Linked DNA regions of Mus musculus: regions 2, 3 and 4 are each linked to region 1. Evidence: chromatin contacts called from public HiChIP or PLAC-seq data. All regions are on one chromosome and are shown on one strand. Each heading gives the region's core, a stretch centred on a gene start, on an enhancer-like site or on the middle of the called end of the contact. The rest is flanking DNA. Distances are from core to core; before and after follow the strand shown.

Evidence for each region. HiChIP or PLAC-seq counts read pairs in DNA pulled down with a chosen protein or histone mark.
Region 2: a FOXA1 HiChIP or PLAC-seq map of pancreatic cancer cells shows a contact between it and region 1. The contact joins two enhancer-like sites. A contact is called at or near these places in 1 of 115 datasets of contacts at active chromatin or transcription factors (pancreatic cancer cells) and 1 of 9 other capture datasets (embryonic stem cells).
Region 3: a contact with region 1 is called in a FOXA1 HiChIP or PLAC-seq map of pancreatic cancer cells. The contact joins two enhancer-like sites. A contact is called at or near these places in 7 of 484 Hi-C or Micro-C datasets (the AML12 cell line, the N1E-115 cell line, bone marrow-derived macrophages and 4 more), 5 of 115 datasets of contacts at active chromatin or transcription factors (embryonic basal ganglia, embryonic forebrain, extraembryonic endoderm stem cells and 2 more) and 1 of 9 other capture datasets (embryonic stem cells).
Region 4: a contact with region 1 is called in a FOXA1 HiChIP or PLAC-seq map of pancreatic cancer cells. The contact joins the promoter of Vps4a here to the enhancer-like site in region 1. A contact is called at or near these places in 1 of 39 promoter capture datasets (the 3T3-L1 cell line), 1 of 484 Hi-C or Micro-C datasets (bone marrow-derived macrophages), 6 of 115 datasets of contacts at active chromatin or transcription factors (bone marrow-derived macrophages, craniofacial prominence, embryonic basal ganglia and 3 more) and 2 of 9 other capture datasets (adipose tissue and liver).

The regions. Positions count from the first base shown.
Region 1 is chr8:106,736,093-106,738,792 of GRCm38.p6, forward strand. All of the region lies in intron 12 of Tango6 (transport and golgi organization 6), which reads left to right. Among named protein-coding and RNA genes, the nearest start is that of Tango6, 54 kb to the left of the region's middle. Within about 2 kb of position 1,374, at least 60 of the 459 cell types and tissues checked have an H3K27ac peak or open chromatin away from gene starts, as enhancers often do. A contact at or near this core is called in pancreatic cancer cells, where this site is marked.
Region 2 is chr8:106,267,901-106,270,600 of GRCm38.p6, forward strand. The region is part of intron 2 of Smpd3 (sphingomyelin phosphodiesterase 3, neutral); the gene reads right to left. Among named protein-coding and RNA genes, the nearest start is that of 4930506A18Rik, 13 kb to the right of the region's middle. Within about 2 kb of position 1,336, at least 49 of the 459 cell types and tissues checked have an H3K27ac peak or open chromatin away from gene starts, as enhancers often do. A contact at or near this core is called in pancreatic cancer cells, where this site is marked.
Region 3 is chr8:107,001,372-107,004,071 of GRCm38.p6, forward strand. Sntb2 (syntrophin, basic 2) reads left to right here. Exons shown (of 7, transcript NM_009229.5): 5 at 139-335. Among named protein-coding and RNA genes, the nearest start is that of Gm22085, 6.9 kb to the right of the region's middle. Within about 2 kb of position 1,385, at least 41 of the 459 cell types and tissues checked have an H3K27ac peak or open chromatin away from gene starts, as enhancers often do. A contact at or near this core is called in pancreatic cancer cells, where this site is marked.
Region 4 is chr8:107,029,950-107,032,649 of GRCm38.p6, forward strand. Vps4a (vacuolar protein sorting 4A) reads left to right here and starts at 1,320. Exons shown (of 11, transcript NM_126165.2): 1 at 1,320-1,542. The coding sequence starts at 1,522.

The sequences.
Region 1 (2,700 bases), core at 124-2,623:
AGGCAGACACTCCGTTCTCTGGCTCCCATTCTTCAAAGGGTTGGTGGGAAATCCCTAGCAACCTCCTGGCGGCTCAGATGGCATTGGTTACACAGTTTCACGTTAGCTCAGGATCTGTTGTTGAGCACATGCCGTGCAGTGTGCTTGAGCCCCTTGCCAGTCACTTTTAAGAGTTTTGTTTTGTTTTGAGACAGAATCGCATGTAGCCCAGGCTGGCCTCGGATTCAGTCTGACGTTGTTGATTGATTTTCCTTTCCACCTCCCGAGAGAGAGCTAGGATTACAGGTGTACACCACCATGGCCAGCTTAGCTTATGTGCTTTTTACATAATTAATTTCTAGGTTTTAAGATCTATTTCTATTTTTAAATTATGTGTGTGCGTGTGTCTGTGTGTACATGCGTGTAGGTGCCTGCTGAGACTAAAAGAGGGTGTCAGATCCCCTGAAGCCAGATTTACAAACGACTGTGAGCCTCCTTACATGGGCACTGGGGACCACACACAGGTCCTTTGCCACCCACTGAGCCATCTCTTCAGCTCTAATTTATAGTTTTAAAAATTTATTCAAACATTATTGGTTATTATTTGCCACATGCCAGATATTGAGCTAAAAGATCTGGGAATATAGCAGTGGGCAAGACGGACATGGCTTATATCTCATACTGCAGCCCAGGGAGGGAGGCACACACAGAATGACCATTTAAAAATATGATAGAATTGAGTCAAATCCCTCCAAAGAAGAGGGACGGGAACGGAGGGGACATAACATCTAAGCTAGGCCAAGAGGTCTTCAGTGAGCAGATGGGATTTAACTAGACCTGAAGAGGAGTATGTGTGTGAGTGGGTAGAACTCGCGGAAGGAAGCCTTTCATTAGAGAAGCTCGTGCAAGGTCTCAGAACCAGAGAAAAGCCCCGTTGGTTTTCTTGAGGCACTGATAAGAGGAAGTTGTAAAGCCCCGGCGAGGCACTGCCAAAGGGAAAGGGAGAGGCAGGGCCAGACCGTGCTTGTGAGACCTGCGTGTGAGGGTGACTGGTTAAGGAGAGGCAGGTACAGACCATGCTCGTGAGGGTGACTGGCTAATTGGGTGACACATTAAGCAAGGAGACTGCAAGAAAGTAGGCCAGCGTCAGAGCAGGTATCACAGACTCAAGCTCATCCCGTGAGAAGGGAGCCCGCAGGTTCATTCTGAGTTTGAGCATTCACATCTGGGTGATTCCTGACATTCTAGATTTTGCCTTTCTCTTGACTTATTTTTTTTGGCTCTGTGTTTTTTTTTTTTTTGTGGTCTCTCTCTCTCTCTCTCTCTCTCTCTCTCTCTCTCTCTCTCTCTCTCTCTCTCTCTCTCTCTCTCTCTCAGATCAAACCCAGAGCCTTTCACTTCCCCATGTGTTACATCTCCAGCACTCTTAACAAGCGTGTCCAGCCAGCAGCCCACAGCTGACAGCCTGGGTCCCAGACTACAACATTATATTTTAGTGTCAAAAGGTGGGATACTCCTACCTGGAGAAAAAAAGGAGAAAAAGGATTTTTATCTGGGCTAGTTGTCAATATGAATCCCATTTCTCACTGGATTTACATTCCTAATTTTATATTTTGTATGTCATCTGAAAAAAATAAGCTTTTGGCTAAGGTTCCGGAGTCATATGAAATGTAACAAGGAAGAGTTCACAGATGGAATAGCTTAAGTTGGATTGTTACTGGATTTAATTAGCTTAGTTGAATTTTGTTTTCTGATTGAATATTAATTTGGATAGTCTTTATAGGTTGAAAGCATAGATTGTGTTTAATCTTCTTATTTAGTACTTATTTTAGACAATAGAACAAATGGGAAAGAAATCGCTAAAATCTATTACTGCATTTTTAGAGCCCATTGTTGGAGGCCGTGCCTCACTTGCTATCTCTGCACAGCCCTGGCCCATCCTTGCCCTCCTATGAGCCATCCTGACTCATTGCCACTTCCTGGGCTCCCCTGATTTTGCAGTTTAAGTGAACACACATCACCTTGTTTACTTTTGCCCTAGATTTGCTAATTTATTGTTTCCTGCTTGATTCATTCATTTATAAGAGTTTCCTCTTCCTCCTCCTCCTCTACTTTTTTTTTTTCTTTCTGGTTTTCTCTGTTCTCTGTGTAGTCCTGGCTGTCCTAGAACTTGCACTGTATACCAGGCTGGCCTAGAACTCATAGACCCATCTGCCTCTGCCTCCCAAGTGCTAGGATGGCATGTGCCACCACTGCCTGGCAAAGGTGCCCTTTTTTTAAAATTTTAGATTTAGTTTATTTGTGTGTATGAATGTTTTACCTCCATGTATGTATGTATGTATGCCACCTGTGTGCCTGGGGCCGCAGGAGGTCAGAAGAGGGTCGTAGGATCTCCTGGATCTGGAATTTGGATGGTTCTGAGCCACTATGTTGGATGCTAGGATTTGAATGCAGGTTCTCTGGAAGAGTACCCAGTGCTTTTAACAGCTGCGCCATCTATCTCTCCAGCCCCGTAAGGCTTCTTAGTAATGCTGGGTTTTGTCTTGTATTCACAATAAGGTCACATTTGAAAATCATGGTTGACTACAGTCACTCTTTAGAGCCTACAACATTTTCCCTGTTAGGAGTCATTGTTTTGGCCAATGAAACAGAATCTAACAGCATCGGGCCTTTCTTCATTCCTTTCTGATTCATGTAAGTAAGGTGATTATTAAAACAGCA
Region 2 (2,700 bases), core at 86-2,585, 470 kb before region 1:
GGAGGCAGCCATTTCCCCCTCCTCCTGCCAGGACTCCTGTGACACAGGGATTTCTACACAGTTGCCAGCGGCCCAAGAGCCTGCACCAATATTCTGCACCCCTGTTATCCCCTCTGTACCCTTCAGGACTCAGCTGAGCGTTCTCTTCAGGGGACCTGTCCAAGGCATTATGTGACCACAGCCCTTCCCCACACCAGGCCATCACTTGGTCTCGAGCTAGAGCTGTCTCTAGGATTCCCTCCTGAATAAGATCCACGAAGACTGAGTCTGTCTGAGGCTAAGCCCTGGTTGTTGGCTGCTCTGACTGGGAATAGAAGTAACACATGCAGAAACAACCCAGTTAAGGAGTGAACAGACCGATGTGAGCACCCACGCATGAGAAGTCAGTCTCCCCATAGTGAGGGTCAGGTTTGACCTGTGGGCAGTAACGTGGGCCGCACAGATGACATATGGACAGAGGATCAGAGAGGAGGTCTGTTAGCACCCCCAAGAGCCTCTGCAGTGTTCACGAGGTCGCTAAAGCACCCCTGTGAGTCAGGCTCTGTTTCATCAAAGCTTCCTGAGAAAAATGACCCATTCTGACCCACTGTGTGGCTCAACCCTAATACTGGGTTGGGATCAACTATCTCCTGAGACAGAGCTTTAGGGTACAAGGTGAGAGAATCCATTTTCAGCTGCCCCTTGCTCCCTCCACTCTTGTTTCAAGCCCAGAAACCCTTAGGCAAAATCCTCTCGTCTGTAGTGATAGACTGATTTCTGCCAGTCCCGGCTGGGCACGGACATGTTTTTGGTCTCCATTTGCAGGGTTGGTGAAGGGGAGGAGCTGGTGTGGCAGTTCCAGGAGCTCATGGGAGTAGCAATACCACAGTGATGCTCTAAAATGAGACAGCCTTGAGTCCCTTGGTCCTCCATGCTGCCACCCCAGATCCAGCTACCCTGGGCCTCTTCTGCAGTGCCCTGAAGGGAGGAGGACCCTTCTGGGTGCTGCCACCTGTTCTGCCCTGCACTGGTTCCGCTGTCTACACCCGGAAGCTGTGCTACAACAGACACAGAAGGGACTGCCATGGACGAGGCTGTTTCTAAAGCTCTAGATAATTATTCTGTCTCAGGGAAATGAAAGGAGGGTAAACAAACAGCACACATTAATTAGACTGATCTACACTTTCCTCATGAAAGAAGAGCACTGCTGTTAAACACGAGAGGCTGGCAACTTCCCAGGGGTTTCAAGTGTTCAAAGGAGTGGCTGTGGAAGGACGTGGCTGTCCCAGGCTGGCACAGTCCAGGCAGGTGCTCAGCCACACCCTGCTTATCTCCCTTTTTCTGTGTGTACTGTCTAGGTGGGGTCAGGCATGTGTCTGTGACAGGCACAGGTTCTGGCTTTGGACACAGGGCTCCATTGTCCCCATCAGTCCCTCTTCTCTAGTCCATGTCCTTGATCTGGTAGCTCTGTAAGGAAGGCCTGTCATGGACATCCTTGAGGGGGCAGCAGGCTCCTCCAAGGCCATGTATGCTGAGCTTCTGCACCTCAAACTCTTAGATTAGGTGGATCATTCAGGGTTTAGGCTAAGGAGGGAAGTCACCCTTAGGTTGGTTCCCTTTGGAAATCCTAATAGGTTGTTTCCAGGGTTACTAGAAGCCACGTCTCTTTCCCTCCATACCATATAGCTGAGCTGAATACTCTCAGGCTTTCAGCCCTCAGGGCTTCTAGCAGGATCCCCAACCTCTTCATTACGAGCTGTGGGGTTATGACTGGGGTTATGGTGCCCCAAGGCAGCACCCCTGGGAGCCAGCTTCTCTGGCCTAGATGTAGAGACCAGGCTTCCTCCTTTCCCCTGAGTTTCTTAGTCTTGCACACAGCCCAGGAGTCAGGCTAACCTAAGTCACACCATGGCACTGACCATTAAATGAGGTAGCAGTGCCTACCTCTAGGGCTACCATGAGGACTAGAGAGACCTGGCTGATGGCCTGGCAATTCCTGCTTCCTTCCCTCCATTTCCTGAAGCCACCCAGTGTGCCTCACCTCCTCTCCCCAGTTTGTATCTTCTACATTGTTAAGGGGATGACCTGAGCCCACCCACAGGACTTGCAGGGACCCTGACTGAATCAGAGTGCCTTGGGGTCTTCACAGGTGCCACTCCCACTGTCTGGGCCAAAGCCAAAGTCTTCACTAACTTGTCCTCTCTTTGGCAGTGAAGACAGAGGGGGCAGAGAGCTTGTGGGTCACAGACAGATGCAAGAAGAGGAAGAACTTGGTCTAGGAATGGCTGAGAGCCCAGAAAACCCTCAGTCCACATGGGAGAGGGAAGGGAGGGCGGATCCTCTGCAGGATCTGAAGACCGTAGTCCCAAGCATTTCTGGGTAGCCCGGGGCATCGAAGGCAAGTAAGTTCAGCCACTCCTACAGATGAACCTGTCAGCACTGAAGACGCTTAATTCCTAGCTAGCAACCTGTGTGACTAGAGCGTGTTCCCGGAAGGGCACCATGGCTGCTCAGATGCTGGAGTTAAACCAGGGTCTACCCGAAATAGTTCCATGTGGGCCCAGAAGCTGATCTCCCCTCACCAGCGAAGGGAATCCTAAGAAAGAGCCCTGCCCGGGCACACTGTGGGAGGCAGGAATGTTCCCAGTGAGTATCAGATAACCAGGCCACACAACTGCCAACTGTGCAGAGTGGACCTGGTCGGCACGCTGATGCACAGAA
Region 3 (2,700 bases), core at 135-2,634, 270 kb after region 1:
AATGGTGGTGTACTCATATGCATAAAATAAATAAATAAATCTTTTAAAAAATATCATAATTTGGCTTTGAAATGCATTCATCCAAAAACTGTTGAAGGTAATGATCACCTTAGCTTTCTGTTCTATTTGTGGTCCTAGGTTGGTTCATTCAGGTTCTGGATGTCGGTCACCCTCCCTTGGATCTGACCTGACCTTTGCTACCAGGACAGGCTCTCGGCAGGGCATTGAGATGCATCTCTTCAGGGTTGAAACTCATCGGGATTTGTCGACCTGGACCAGAATACTTGTTCAGGGCTGCCATGCTGCTGCTGAGCTGATCAAGGAAGTCTCCCTAGGTAGAGATACTTTTGTTTGGCCTTCCTATCTATCTCTCTCTCTCTTTTTCTTTTTCCCCTCCCTTCTTCCCTCCCTCTCCCTCTCCCTCTCCCTCTCCCTCTCCCTCTCCCTCTCCCTCTCTCTCTCTCTCTCTCTCTCTCTCTCTCTCTCTCTCTCTCTCCCCCTCCCTCCCTCCCTCCTTCCTAACTTCCTTCCTTCCTGCTTGTTTTTGACAGGGTCTCACACAGCCCAGCCTGGCACTCTTGATCCCCTGCCTCACCTCCCCAGTGCTGGGGTCACAGGTGTGCACTCTCATTCCTGGTCCTGGATTCTAACCATAATTATTAGTTTTTTCAAGCCTTATCTTTATCAGTGTGTGCACATTTCCTTGTGTGTACATACATGCCATGAGTGTGCAGGTGCCCCATGAGACCAGAAAAGGGCAGACAGTGAAACAGAATTTGCTTTTGTGGGTGCTGAGAATCAAATTGGAATCCTTTAGAAAACCAAAGGATGAACCTTTAAAAGCTAAACCATCTCTCCTGCCCTCTAATAGTAATTAGGTGAAGTTACTCAGCTGTAAAGTAAAACCATTGTTTTGCATACTGATTGTAAGCTATTAAAACACGGTAGCTGAAGTGGTGGTGGAGGAAAGAAATCTGTTATCTGTCTAAGTACCAGACCTTTCCCATGCCTGCCATGTAGCACTGACCACCATACTACCACGTGGCTTTTTCACTGTGTATCATTGTAATCTACATTTAATAGTGTAAGAACCCAGGCAATAAGAATTAGATGCACTGACTACAGTTAAGAAGATTTGGCACTTAAGGCCATCCATACGCCCTCAAATACAAGTATCTGGCAGTTTGTGGCTGTGGAAAATAACGTGTATGGAGTAGGAGTTTCTCTTCAAAAGCTTGAAAATGTCTGTCCAACATTCAGGAGTTGGTTGCCTCATTTCCACTCTGGGCGCTCCCTCTAGTGGCGAGTCCCTGCTGGTTGCTTTGTTCCACAGTGGATGTGCCCCTGGTGGCAGACATTATGAACTTGGTGTTTCATATACACTCTGTAAACATACAGGTATTCCAGTTTGCCCTTCCGTTTCATGAAACAAGGGTCAGTGTGGCTTATATACAGGCAGTGCCTTAAGCCCCTCCTTCCCTCTCCAGATGACTCATACTCCTGACCGGATTAAATACCTGAAGGACAGACAGTATCAGTCCCCTTCATTCATTAAATCAACAAATATTTGCTGAGCACTATTTAGCAAGAGCTAGGCTTTATAATGATAGAGATAAAGTAAATAAGATCTACTCCCTGTCCCTGACCAGAGAGATGTGAGGAGAGGACAGACGCCATCCTGTTGTTCTCTGTAGTTAGTTTGTGGAGAGACTAATAAGGCGTTTTTTTCTTACACCATTGACCAGGGATGCTACCCCAGCCGTTCATAATTTGTTGTTTTTAAAAGTTTCTACTTACCAGTGAGCATAAATTCCTGGTGTTTTCCTCTAGTAATATAATAGTCACCTTAGTTGTCAATTTCTGGGGCCTACTCCCTTCGAAGTTGTCCTATAATGCTCAAAAAGCCTGAGTCAATCAGAGTGTCTGTCTGTCTGTCTCTCTCTCTCTCTCTCTCTCTCCCTACCCCCACCCCATGTGATGTGTGTGTGTGTGTGTGTATGTGTGTGTGTCTCCCCTCCCTCCTTTCCTCCCCCTCTTGCTTTGATCTGTCTCCTGCTGTGCTATAGGGTCAGGTCAAAGGACTCTCCAGAAACATTGAAACCACTTAAAACTACAAAACTAAACAACTGATCCCAGTAGCAGGATTTGTAGAAAACATTATTAGGAGGTCTCTCAACACCAGTCTTTGATTTTAAGAAATACAGACTGGGAGATGGGAAGCAGAGCTCAGTATCGCCATGGAGAGGCCTGGGATTCGGGCTTCAGCACTACAGAAAGAATAAACAAACAGGCATGGGCTGGGAAGGTGAATGCTTGCCACACAACATGAAGGCCCAAGTTCAGTTACCAGAACCCATGTAGACATCCAGCTGCACTGGCTCGTGTGTGTACGTCCCATGTAGACATCCAGCTGCACTGGCTCGTGTGTGTACGTCCCATGTAGACATCCAGCTGCACTGGCTCGTGTGTGTACTTCCCATGTAGACATCCAGCTGCACTGGCTCGTGTGTGTACTTCCAGGGCTGGGCAGGTCAAGGCAGGGATCCCTAGGACTCACTGGCCAGCCAGTCTAGCCAAATAGGTGAGCCCAGACCAAGGAGAGACCTTGTTTCCAAAACATAAGGTGGATAGCACCTGGGGAGGACCAATTCATAAGGTCTCTACACACAGGTACCTGTGCATGCACACAAAAATACAAGA
Region 4 (2,700 bases), core at 70-2,569, 290 kb after region 1:
GGCATCCGGAAGAGCCCAGAGCTGAGAAAGAACAGAGTGGACTGAATAGGGTCAGCTGACTGGACCTGACTGTGAGGGGAGCAGGAGCTGTGCAGAGAGGGAGAGACAAGACAAGACCAAGAGGGCACAGAGCTGAAATCGCAGGGTTATGAGGAGAAATGAGTAGCTGGGGAAGGGAAGCCCATGAGTGACGTTTAGGGGAGGGAGCAAAGCGCACATTAGCCCACAGACCTGGAGGCTAGTGTGCGCTTCCCTATGCTGACAGGCACCTCAGACAGCCATGTTCCTTCTGCCAGTGGTAAGGGAAATGACGTGGCTCCTTTGATAAAGGGGAAGCAGCTCCAGAATCTCAGGAAATGCAGTTTCCTTTGCACCTGACACAGAGAGAGAGACCCTGCCTGAAAAAAAGAAGTATCTGGGCATGGCAACCCAAAACTTTAATCCCAGCAAAGGCAGGCAGATCTCTGAGAGTTTGGGTGGGCAGGAGTGTGGCAATCAGAGGACAACTATAAGAAGTCTGCTCTCTTCTTCCACCCAGCAGGAACTGGGGATATTAGCTCATTTGTCTTGTGCACAAGTGCTTTTACCTGCTGAGCCATCTCGCTGGCCCAGAAAAGTTAACAGTTAAAAACTAGCACAAACTTGGTGGTGGTACAAGCCTTTAATCTCAGAACTCAGACGGCAGAGGCAGGTGGATCTCTGTTCGAGGTTACGCCTGGTCGACAGCCTGAGTTCCAAGACAGCCAAGGCAACACAGTGAAACCCTGTCTTGAAAAAAAAATAAAAATAAAAACCATCACAAAACAGGCTTTAGAATCATTCTCTCATAACAGTTACCTGGGATTGAACCCACAGTGTGACATTCACTATGTATACATTAGTTCATTCATTGTCCCCTAAGACAGGCAAGGTAAATACTAATTAACATAACCTATTAAATAGCGGGAAAACACAGCTCCAGGGAGTTTACTTTTTATGGTTAGGTTTACTCAAGTGGGGTACAGATTCTACTTGTTCCCTCCGCCCCGCCCCTCACTCTCTCACAAGGCACGCCCTTGGTCGGCCCCGCCCACCTGGGCTCCCAACTCCGCCCAGAACTCCCCATCTTTGTCCACGTCCAGCCCCGCTCCTCTCCCGGATCTACCAGGCCCCGCCCCCGTCGGCCCCACCCCTCACTCGGCGGCTCCGCCCCTCACTCCGGTTTTACCGGCCTTCGGGCTGGCCCTTTACCGGTATCCCACCAGACCCCGCCCCCGGCAGGCCCCGCCCCTCTTAGAGGAGCGGTGTCTGCAGTTGCAGGCCATGGCCACAGGGCGGCAGCCGCGTGACTCGGGCTGGGCCGCTCTGGGCCGCGCTCCTCGTTCACCCTCGGACTCGGCTCCCACTGCTAGTGGCAGCTCTGCCCGCGCCGAGAGCCGACCTGCCGGGCTCCTAAGCGGCGGACCCACCACCTCGGCTCCTCCGAGCCGGACCGAGGCCGCAAGCAGCACCGCGGGGTGTGGGGCGGACCCAGGATATGAAATGACAACGTCAACCCTCCAGGTACTTGGGTGCGGCGCGCCCGCGGAGGCCCAAGGCGGCAGGGCCTGCGGGCCGCGGAGCGGACGGGCGGTGGCCTCCTCGGAGCCCGGCCTGGCGGTCCCTGTCAGGCTGCCTCGTCCCACCCGCGCTGCAGCCTCTCCCGCGCTCGGAGCCCGAAGGACGTCTCCACTGAGCCCCGGCCCAAGCCGAACCGGCGGGCCGGAGCCCAGGACGCGCAGCCGGGGCTGAACTGCCGCCTTGCAGCGGCGCCGCCTCCCCCTGAGCGCGCCCGGGTCCCGCAGGTCGCTCCGGGAGCGGCGTTCACCCGCTCCTGCCAGGCGCCCTGGCAGCCCCCTGAGCTGCTTCCAACGAGCCCCGGGTTTCTCGGCCAGCCACCCTTCATTCATTCCCTACGTCCTGCAGGGTGATGCTGGGGTGGCGCCGCCCGGATGAAGGAAGGGCTCGTTCTAGAGCTGTCAGAAAGCATAAACACTGTCAGGCCTCAGGCTTGTGTTTAAATCCCAGCCCTGCCACTCACCAGTGTGTCTAGGTTTTGGATGTTGGAATGTTGGATTTCCTCATCACTAAAATAGGCAGTGCCCTTGTAGGGTGGTTGTCAGACGACTTGAGACAATAATTCAGGGAAAGCAATTATAACATAGGTTCAGCATATCATGTACTCGGTAAGCCTTTGCTAATAAAGTAAGCGTTTGGGTGGAACCAAGTAAGACTTTATGAAGGAAGGGACTTTAGCCAGAGCATCAAAGAGTGAGTGATATTTGCATATCTGGTGGTGGTGGTGGCTGCTCCAAGTAGAAATACAGGAGTAAATTTCTGTTCTAGGCTTGAAATTAGATGGAATTCAGAACTAGAACCCACCATTCACTGCAGAAACTGTTCTGTTTGTTCTTAGGGTTAAACCAACTTCGGCCTGATCCCACCTGCCTGGCCAGAGTTAGCACTACATGTGAACCAAGAATATTATCCAACTTTTAGGAAACAGTTTTATGAAGAGCTAGCACTCATGCTATAACGGTCACATATTTAAACTGTACCATCCAGGGCTTTTAGAGGTTTGAATCATCACCAAAGAAACTCTACGCCTTTAACCACTGCTCCTCAGCCCTACTGTCCCATGTAGCATACTCTGTGGCATTGTACGTTGTTGTGTTTGCGTGC